2 separate regions of the Mus musculus genome follow, and region 2 is linked to region 1. A link is a contact called in public Hi-C data. All regions are on one chromosome and are shown on one strand. Each heading gives the region's core, a stretch centred on a gene start, on an enhancer-like site or on the middle of the called end of the contact. The rest is flanking DNA. Distances are from core to core; before and after follow the strand shown.

Region 1 (5,168 bases), core at 1,998-4,497:
GTAATAAAAGGAATTCTTAGAGGCAGATACTTAAAGTAGAAGGATCCAGAAGCTTAGAAAGGGTTAGGCATGTGACAGAATGAGGGGGCAGAAACATGACGTGCACCCTAGTCAACAAGCAGGAAAGCCGGCACCTCAGGCATACAGCTGCGTAGAGCTAGATTTGCCGGCAACCCGATGACCAACAGTGAACTTTTCTCTGGCACTTTCACATAAAGTTTGCCTGCCACTGTGAGGTGCAAGGATACTCATTTCAGGTATTAGTTTTTCTGAGGGCTGGAGATGATCCTAAATTGGGATCTCCTATACTGCATGAAATAAGGAAAAGCATACAGGTTCTACACAAGTTCCAGGGCAGCAAGGACTACATAGTGAGACCCTGACTTAAAAATAAATAAATTAGGGTAAATTTCAAATCAAAACAAAACAAAACGACCAAACAAACCCAAGAAACAGACAACAAAAAGCCCACAGCACAAATCAATCTAAAAAGCCACCAAGGTCTCAGCCCTGAGGGAATTTTCTCCAGCCCCTTTTGAATTTTTTTTGGTTTTGTTTGTTTTTGTTTTTCCGAAACAGGATTTCTTTGTGTAGCCCGGGCTGTTCTAGAAGGCTGTAGACCAGGTAGACTAGAGTGGCCTGGAACTCACAGTGATCTGCCCACCTCTGCTCAGGAGTGCTGGGGTTAAAGGCATGTGCCACCCTGGGTAGATTTGGGAGGATGGTTTTAGATTTCGAACTCCTTCTTCTCAGATTAACTTGATGATGCTTATAGGCCTATAATGTAAAGCTCAAAGGCAGCCCAGGATAGGGCTGTGCCTGTGTGTTACTATAGGAGGCTCCAAGATGGAGGATACAATTTACATGACAGAAGATTAAGAAGCCTCAAGATAAGGAGAGCCTGGTGGCATAGCAATCTAATAAGAAGGTGAGGGAAGCTGGGCATGGTGGCGCAAGCCTTAATCCCAGCACTTGGGAGGCAGAGGCAGGTGGATTTCTGAGTTCGAGGCCAGCCTGGTCTACAAAGTGAGTTCCAGGACAGCCAGGGCTATACAGAGAAACCCTGTCTCGAAAAACCAGAAAAAAAAAAAAGGAAAAAAAAAATGTGAGGGAACCACATGGGCACAGAGAAGGGTCCATTTGCTGAGGAGAAATGAGCAAAGAGAAAGGCTGTCCAGTGTGAAGGGAGTGATTTAGCGGGCGAAGGCAAAGTCTCTTTCTATCTATCTTTCTTTTTAAAAAAGATGTATTTATCATTATATCTAAGTACACTGTAGCTGTCCTCAGATGCACCAGAAGAGGACATCGGATCTCATTAGGGATGGTTGTGAGCCACCATGTGGTTGCTGGGATCTGAACTCAGGATCTTCGGAAGAGCAGTAGGTGCTCTTACCCATTGAACCATCTCTCCAGCCCGCAAGATCTCTTTCTTGGGCTAAGAATCTTAAGAGATAAAGGTGCCAGACCATTATGCTTGTCATTTTGCTGTTAATCCATCCTTCCTTCCTTCCTTCCTTCCTTCCTTCCTTCCCCTCTGTCTCTCTCTTTTTAAAAAGATTTATTTCCTTAATGTATATATGAGTATACAGTAGCTGTCTTCAGACACACCAGAAGAAGGCATCAGACCCCATTACAGATGGTTGTGAGCCACCATGTGGTTGCTGGGAGTTGAACTCAGGACCTCTGGAAGAGCAGTCAGTGCTCTTAACTGCTGAGCCATCTCTCTAGCCTGCTATTAATTATTTCAACCCAGGATCTCATGCATGCAAGCAATTGTCCCAGCTCATTTACTTGGGTGTTTTTTATTGTTTTTGTTTTGTTTTGCTAAGCAGGTTCTTATGGTTGAGGCTGTCTTAAACTCCCATTCGTCCAGCTTCTCCCTCTCAAGTAATAGGATTACAAGCATTCCTAGCTGTTAAATTTTGAGGGTCCCCCCCCTCCTATAGCATCCTATGTAACCCAGATTGGGCTCAACTCTGATATCTGGGGGGTGACCTTGAACTTCTGACGCTCCTGCCTCAACCTCTGAGGTTTTTTTTTTTGTTTTTTTTTTTTTTTTTTGGTTTTTCGAGACAGGGTTTCTCTGTATAGTCTTGGCTATCCTGGAACTCTCACTTTGTAGACCAGGCTGGCCTCGAACTCAGAGATCCTCCTGCCTTTGCCTCCCAAGTGCTGGGATTATAGGCATACGCCACCACCGCCTGGCTTCCCCAGACTTTCAAACACACATACAACACAGCTACCCAGCATGGGTCCAGGATGGGGAACAAAACATCCTGACATCTTCCTCATGCGGCACCACCCACTAGATTCCTCAGTACCATTCACACGGAGGCCCAGAGCTCTATGCCTCTCTTTTGCCTTACATAGTGGTTGATTGATTGCCCCAAGAACAGAGGGGAAGGGAAGGCCAACCCACCACTTGAGAGGTTTGGTTCATGGGTGTCTTGGACAACAAAAGGACCACGTAGGAGCCCCGCTTGGACAACTCTCTGGCTGTTCTCTCCCTCTACGCACTTAGTCCCTGCTCCTTGGTATCTGACTACTTCCGAGCCCACTTCGTGTCCTACATTCTATTCTGATCTGTGGCCAAGCTGGGGTTCTTCAACCATTCATTTATAGAGCAGCGAATTCCCGAGAGTCTGGGTGGGGTGAGGTGGGAGCACCGAATGAGGAGGCTTCCTTGGGAAGGTGGGCCTGTGTTCTTTAGATGACTGCAGGGAAGCTCTGCAAAGCTTCTTCATCTGGGGTGCGAGCAGAAGTGACTCAAGAGAAACTTCTCGGGGCTGAAGAGATGGCTCAGCGGTTCACTGCCATCGGTAATGGGAGCTGATGCCCTCTTCTGGTGTGTCTGAAGAGAGTTAATAATGTACTCGCATAAAATAAATAGAAAATAAATAAATCGAGAGAGAGAGAGAGAGAGAGAGAGAGAGAAACTTTTCCCGTGTAAGAGAAAAGCCACCTGGGAGAAAAAAAAAAAGCCTCTGGATTCCATCCAGCGCCCTCTCCAGACCCGCTGAGAGTACTGAGGGCGTGGCCCGAGGAGTGATTGACAGCTCGCTCGGATCAGCCTGGAGACGACGGACTCCTGCTCCTTCTGCCTACTGATCCCCAGCTCTTCGGTCCCCAGCTTCTGCGATTTTGGTTGTGGCGCGGACCAGACCGGAAGTTCTGCTCAACGACTGCCTAGTCTAAAGAGGAACACCGGAAACGTGCTCCCGACTATCGTTCCGCCTGTGCCGAGGCTATCTGTTCCGCTTCAGCGCCCGGAAGTGCGGCCTTCAAGTTGACAAGCAGGAGGACCTGCAGGACCTGCTGCCTGAGGAGTCGGAGGTGGGGTCGAGCGGGCATCCCCCTGCCTCAGAGTCCCAGAGAAGGCTGGGGCGTGCCAGGAGCGGCACGCCTGCGTGAGGATCGGTGTGCACGTTGCGAACACAAGAGGGCGCTGCAGGATCGGGGCAGGGTGCGGAGGCGGGAAACTGGGGGTAGATGTAGCGGGCCTGAAGGGGACTCTGGCATAGATAGGGTGGGAGTGAGACAGGCTGATGGAACAAGGTGCATGGCATGGGTGAGGGAGTTGTAGCGAGAATGCTGTAGGAGATGTGGGAGAGTGTGCCTTTGTTCTGAGGCATTCAGGAAGGTTCTGCTGCATCTGAGGAGTCCGGGCGTTCGAGAAGTAGGGTATGGATGGGGTTGAGGAAGAGTTATGGGTTGGCATATTATTTGAAAAAGGAGGCCGCTTGGCAGAGACAGGTTCAAAGCCTTGGTGGGTTTGAAGAATTAATTCATCATCATAGAGGTCCCAGATAAACCCGGTTCGCAGGCTCCCTCTGGCGGCCACGTGAGGGAAAGGCCTGGAGGTGGGAGTGTGGAAGGGACCCTGCATGGCGACTTCCAGTAGGCCAGGCCAGTGGTAACTGACACAATGTGTGCAATACTCCGAGAGAAAGGGAAGGGTGTTTTTGTGTTAAGGATCTAGAATCGTTGAGTCTGAGATCTCAGTAGTCCTTTTGTAAGGGGCAGGATTAAATGGGGCCCTGCTCTGGGTCTGTCCTAGAGAGACAGGCTGGTGGTCAGGGCGAATCCTGAATCTTGATTCTCTTCCCTTAGAGCAGTGTATGCAATCTGATCCAAGGGAAACACCCTTGTTTGCTGAATAAGGAAACAGGCCCAGAGACCTGGAGATATTTGCTTGATGGGTTAACTGACAATTCTGATTCCCAGCTCCTTTGCGGAGGGCGTGTGTGTGTGTGTGTGTGTGTGTGTGTGTGTGCGTGTGCGTGTGTGTGTGTGTGTGTGTGTGTGTGTGTGTGTGTGATGGAAGAATCTGTCTTCCCTCAGTATGATTAGTGCCAGGATGATAGTCTCGGGTTCATAAGAACTATGGGGATTGCTAAACAACACTGAATTTCAGCTTGCTGGCCTTTCACATCACTGGTGCATTTTCAAAGCCCAAAGTTAGCACCTCTCAGGTGATGCAAAGAAGAAACAAGGTTGCAAAGGCCTTGTTATATGTACTGTTTATTTGCTTCCCTTGGGTATGGCAGGCACAAATCCTCAGCCTCAAGGGGTGTTCCTAAATGATTCGGCCAGGAGGCAAGTTGCCTCCCCACCCTTCTGAAAACCTCCACATAACAGTAGTTAATGGGACCTGGTTCTTGAGGTAGTCATAGATCTGCTTGGGGCCTTCGTGGTACTAGGATATGGAAATCTGACTAGGGTAGACTAGAAAAGAAAACAGCCATCCGCATTGTCTCCTCCTCTTGCAGATGGCAGCCACAGAGGCAGTGCACCACATCCACCTACAGAACTTTTCGCGCTCACTACTGGAGACCCTCAATGGGCAGAGGCTAGGCGGTCACTTCTGTGATGTGACCGTGCGCATCCGTGAGGCTTCTCTGCGTGCTCACCGCTGTGTGCTGGCCGCTGGCTCACCCTTCTTTCAGGATAAACTGCTGCTCGGCCACTCAGAGATTCGTGTGCCACCAGTGGTGCCTGCGCAGACAGTGCGCCAGCTGGTCGAGTTCCTTTACAGCGGCTCGTTGGTGGTGGCACAGGGCGAAGCGCTGCAGGTACTCACTGCAGCGTCGGTGCTTCGCATCCAGACCGTCATTGACGAGTGCACACAGATCATCGCTCGTGCCCGTGTCCCCAACACCCCGGCGCCT
Region 2 (4,760 bases), core at 2,187-4,686, about 14 Mb before region 1:
CAAGTGCTGAGATTTTAGGCGTATGTCACCATACCCACCCTTAATTTCCTATTCATTATACATGTGTATTTAACTTGTGGTTCTGGGAGCAGAACCCAGGGCCTCATGAATGCTGGCTGTGCTCTGTCTTCTCAGCCTCTCTCTCCATGACCAGGACACACATCCCCATGTCTTCCTCTCAATGAAGTCTGCTATAACTGACCAGGCCTCCTCTTTATTCCCTCCTTTAATTTTCTCTTCTGCTTCCACTCTCCTCTTATATACTTTTTGGAGACAAGCTCTCATGTATAGCCCTGGCTGGCTTAAAACTGGCTATGTAGACCAGGTTGGCCTAGAACTCACAGAGATCTGCCTGCTTCTGCCCAAGTGCTGGGATCAAAGGCCTGTGCCACCATTCCAGACCTTGACTCTTTCACTGTCACCATCTCTAGCATGCAGCTGGCATTTGCCAAGTATGCAGTGTGCTCCTGTATGACTGCCAGTGTGTCTCACGTGTTCGTTATGGTCTGACCTCCCCTCTCCAGCATAGCTGCAGCCATTCTGTCCCATTCTTGCCAGCTATTTCATAGTGTTGCTGTAACATGCCTGCCAGTCATTGACACAGACTTGGCTCTGAGCAAGGATGTGCTGACCACACACCCTGTTTTGTTCTGTGTGAGGTTTGCTAATTTTAAGAAATTCCACAAAGTTTTACATAAGACCCATCAAATCAAAGGTCAACATGAACTGTCATGTGTAAAATATAGTCAGAGCTGACCACTGGGCTGTACTTCCTGCACTTGCATATGAACTCATTTTGGTTTTGTTTTTTGGTTTTTTTTCCCTTTATAAGCTGACAGAAAAAAAAATCTGTTGCCATAGTTCAGATATTATGATAGGGCAGTTTACTTAACTTCTCTGAGCCTCAGTTTCCCTTTCTGCAAGATGTGAGCTTTCCTGTCAAACAGGTTTCACAGGGGGGGGGGGGTGAGAACGAAACGCATTAACACTGTTGGTTCAGGAGTGGCCACACCAACCACCAACTGTATGAACACTGATCCAAACACTTGGAAGGAGGAGTCGGGATTGGGGCTTTGAGGCCAGGCCAGGTTACAGGAGATATCATCACAAAAAGCATGTTTGTGCTGGGGAGTGTTAGGAGTGTGCAGTGGTGCAGGCCTTTAATCCCAGCACTCGGGAGACAGAGGCAGGCAGATCTCTGAGTTCCAGGCCGGCCTAGCTGCAGACCAGCTAGGGCTGCATGGTAAGACTCTGCTTCAAAAACAAACAAATCATATGTGTATAAACACGTATGAGCCGGGCATGGTGCGCGCATGCCTTTGATCCCAGCACTCCGGGAGGCAGAGGGAGGCGGATTTCTGAGTTCAAGGCCAGCCTGGTCTACAAAGTGAGTTCCACGACAGCCAAGACTATACAGAGAAACCCTGTCTCGAAAAAAAAAAATTATTTATTTTTTATTTGTATTTTATTTATTTTTAATCCCAGCACAAAGTGAGTTCCAGGACAGCCAGGACTATACTGAGAAACCCTGTCTAGAAAAACAAAACAAAACAAACAAGCAAAAACACGTATGTATCCATATTCAACATTTATATTTTGGGGAGTGGGGGTGGGTGTTCGAGACACGGTTTCTCCGTGTAGCCCTGGCTGTCCTGGAACTCACTTTGTAGACCAGGCTGGCCTCGAACTCAGAAATCTGCCTGCCTCTGCCTCCCAAGTGCTGGGATTAAAGGCGTGTGCCACCACTGCCCATTATATTTTCTTATATGCTATTTTCTTTCTTTCCTCTCTCTCTTTTTCCTTCTTCCCTAGACAAGGTCTGTGATGCCAGGCTGGTCTTGAATTTGTGAGTGCAAGCAGTCCTACAGTAGTAACCGAGCAGGCAGCTGAGCCTCCAGCCATGCACTCCCAGGCTTGGCTTTTCAATCTCTCGGTGTTAGCTTCTCAAGAACAGGGATTACAATGGCCCTTTCCCTCTTTCTCTCTCCCTTCTTTACCTTTCTCTCCTTTAAACAGGGTCTCATGTAGTACAGGCGGCCTCAAACTCTCTATGTTGCCAGGAATGACCTTGAACCCTTGATCATCCTGTTCCCTCCTACCTACATCCCAACTGCTGAAATTCCAGGTGGGTGTCCTGGCCACCTCCTTTCCTTTTTGGAGGGTTGGTTGCAACACATTACTTTTTGTTTCATACATGTCTGAACAATCTTGCTGCGGAACCTAAAGTCCTGCCACCTCACCTCTCAGCCCCCACTCCTCCATCAATAGAAGAAATAAACACAGGCCTAGCCTACAAGACCTTGCTCACATCAGGTTCTCAATAAACAGTAAGGTCTACGTTCTGTTTTTCCTTGTCTCTCTCTCCCTCCTAACCCTGTCTTTGATTCACCCTTTCCCTTGCTTCACCTGTAAATGTTCTCTCTGATCGAGGTCACACCTACCCCCAAAGCTGGCCAAGCGACTGATGCGGGAGGCAGGCACCTTGCGTTCACGAGAGCGATCACTCAGCTGAGAAAGAGGAGAGGTGTGAGGTAGGGAAGGTGGACAAGATGGCAGAAAAGCCCTGCAGACTTGCTGCCACTTTCCTCAGACTATCATGGGGGAGGGGGAAGAGGAAGCAATGATACCTGGGGCCGGGGTGCCTTCCTGAGCCGGGCCTCCCGTGCCCTGCGAATGTCATCTTCACTGAGGCCTCTTCCAGGCTGGTCTTGATGAACACTTTGGGCCAAGCAACTCCTACATGGCCCCTGCAGAGAAGTGGATTTTAAAAGAATGAAGGTCTAATCCTTTTTAGACCCATCTACATCATTTTACCTACTCCCCACCCCCCTTCCCTCAACCTCTTTTCCTTGGAGGCCCCCTCCTCAGCCTCTTACCCACCAGTGGGGCCTAGGTCCTAGGGCCCCCCCACAGGGCAGACGAACAGCCCTGCCCAGCGGTCCACAGGTCCTGCGCAGCATGGCACCTAGCTCCAGCCACATTGCCTAAGAAATAATAAGGATTACAGTACTGGGCCTCCTGCTTTGCGCTCTTGTTGGAAAAGCCCCCCTAACCCCCATATCTTTTCCCCTTTTATTTCCAGGTTTCTTCTAGTTACCCCCCCCCCCCCAGCCCGCCCACGTTGCTAAGAACTCAAGTTTTCCATAAGCGCCTCCCCAATCCCCACAAAACTCCTCGCTGTTGCTAAGGTTCTCTCCCGTTGCTAGACGTCCACAGAGCCGCCAGGACAACTCTCTACTTCTCAGCGCCCCTTTCGTTGCTAGGCATCGCCTTACCCTGGGCTGTTAAGCATTCACAATTCCTGTGCTGCCCCCTGCCTAGACACCCCGTTACGACCCCGTTACGGGGCACCTCCCCCGTTGCTAAGCACCCAGTCCACCAGGTTTAGGCTCCAGGTCTAGCACCCGCTGGGCCTCTTAAGCTTCCGGGAACGTCCGCACACCCGCCCCCTTTGATCAGCTAGCCAATGGTAGCACAGCAGCTCGCCGACGTTTGCAAAAACTCACCCCGCTGAGGAGGCGTGGCAAGGGGTGGAACCTAGGCTAAGGCTCTGTGGGTCTTCTGTGTTAGTCGGTGCGCACGTGAGCTCATTGTACTGACCAATGGTCCTTCTTGACAGAATTCTTCTACCCTCCTTTGTCCCTCTCTGTCCCTCTTTGTCTCTGTCTCTCTGTCTCTCTCTCTGTCTCTCTCTTCTTGCGTCCACTTCCCACCTGCTGAAATTGCAGGTCTGAACCATTATATCCACTTACATTTCCGCCTGCCAAGCTCAAAATCTATCCTATGTATTTGGACATCCTCCCCCAACCCCTGCCACCACGGATGCACGAATCCAGGGCCTTGTGCATTCCAGGGACGATTCTTGACCACTGAGCCACAACCCTAGAAATCTTTTTTTTTTTAAGATTTATTTATTTATTATATGTAAGTACAGTGTAGCTGTCTTCAGACACCCCAGAAAAGGGCATCAGATCCCATTACAGATGGTTGCGAGCCACCATGTGGATGCTGGGAATTGAACTCAGGACCTCTGGAAGAGCAGTCAGTGCTCTTACCCGCTGAGCCATCTCGCCAGCCCCAACCCCAGAAATCTTTAAACACATATTCTTCCAAGCAAACATTTCCCTTGCACATGGAGCCTCTCCACTTTGTACCAACACCCACGTCCTGGCACCCAGCCTCCTTCCTGGCACATATAAATCCACTGCCTTGCTTAGGAACTCTTCTCTGCCTTCACCATGACTCCCCTTGGCGGCATACTGTGCCGGTGTTCCCTCCTGCAGTCTACTCTCCACTCTGCCTACTTAGGAGATGGCCCTCAGTGGGAACCCTGCTTCCTTAAGGCCTGACATTTCCCAGAACACACTCAGTCAAGATTCCCAGCGCTGAGTCAGGAGCCTTGGCATGAGAGAAAATTGACTCACTCCTCTTGCTGTCTGGAATAGAAACAGCTGGTGGCTGGGACATCTTTCCCACAATTGAAGAGATGTGTTCCTCACGGCACCCTACTGTCGCTGTCTAGCCCCACCCCCTTTGTTGGGAAAGTCTGTCCCTTTACTGTGTGACCTCAGAAGAGCCCTCCTCCTTCTCTGGACCTCATGTTCTCTAACTTGTATGATGTCTGAGGTGGGTTCCCGTATCTGACTTCTTATTAGCCTATGAAGAGATGACTCATCCTGAAACCTTGGGCCTGTGCCCAATGTCCCTCCAATGGGTGACTCAATTTCAAGATTGAAAGCACCTCCAGTCCTCTTCCAAAG

The links. Hi-C and Micro-C count contacts between places; a contact is called where the count stands out from the background.
Region 2: a Hi-C map of B cells shows a contact between it and region 1, with 6 read pairs. The contact joins the promoter of Coq8b here to the promoter of Zbtb45 in region 1. A contact is called at or near these places in 1 of 39 promoter capture datasets (cranial neural crest) and 1 of 484 Hi-C or Micro-C datasets (B cells).

Annotation. Positions count from the first base shown.
Region 1 is chr7:13,007,931-13,013,098 of GRCm38.p6, reverse strand. It overlaps Zbtb45 (zinc finger and BTB domain containing 45), which reads left to right and starts at 3,247. Exons shown (of 3, transcript NM_001360833.1): 1 at 3,247-3,463; 2 at 4,770-5,168. The coding sequence starts at 4,770.
Region 2 is chr7:27,231,689-27,236,448 of GRCm38.p6, reverse strand. Coq8b (coenzyme Q8B) reads right to left here and starts at 3,436. Exons shown (of 15, transcript NM_133770.2): 1 at 3,276-3,436; 2 at 2,877-2,984; 3 at 2,628-2,747; 4 at 2,442-2,508. The coding sequence starts at 2,981.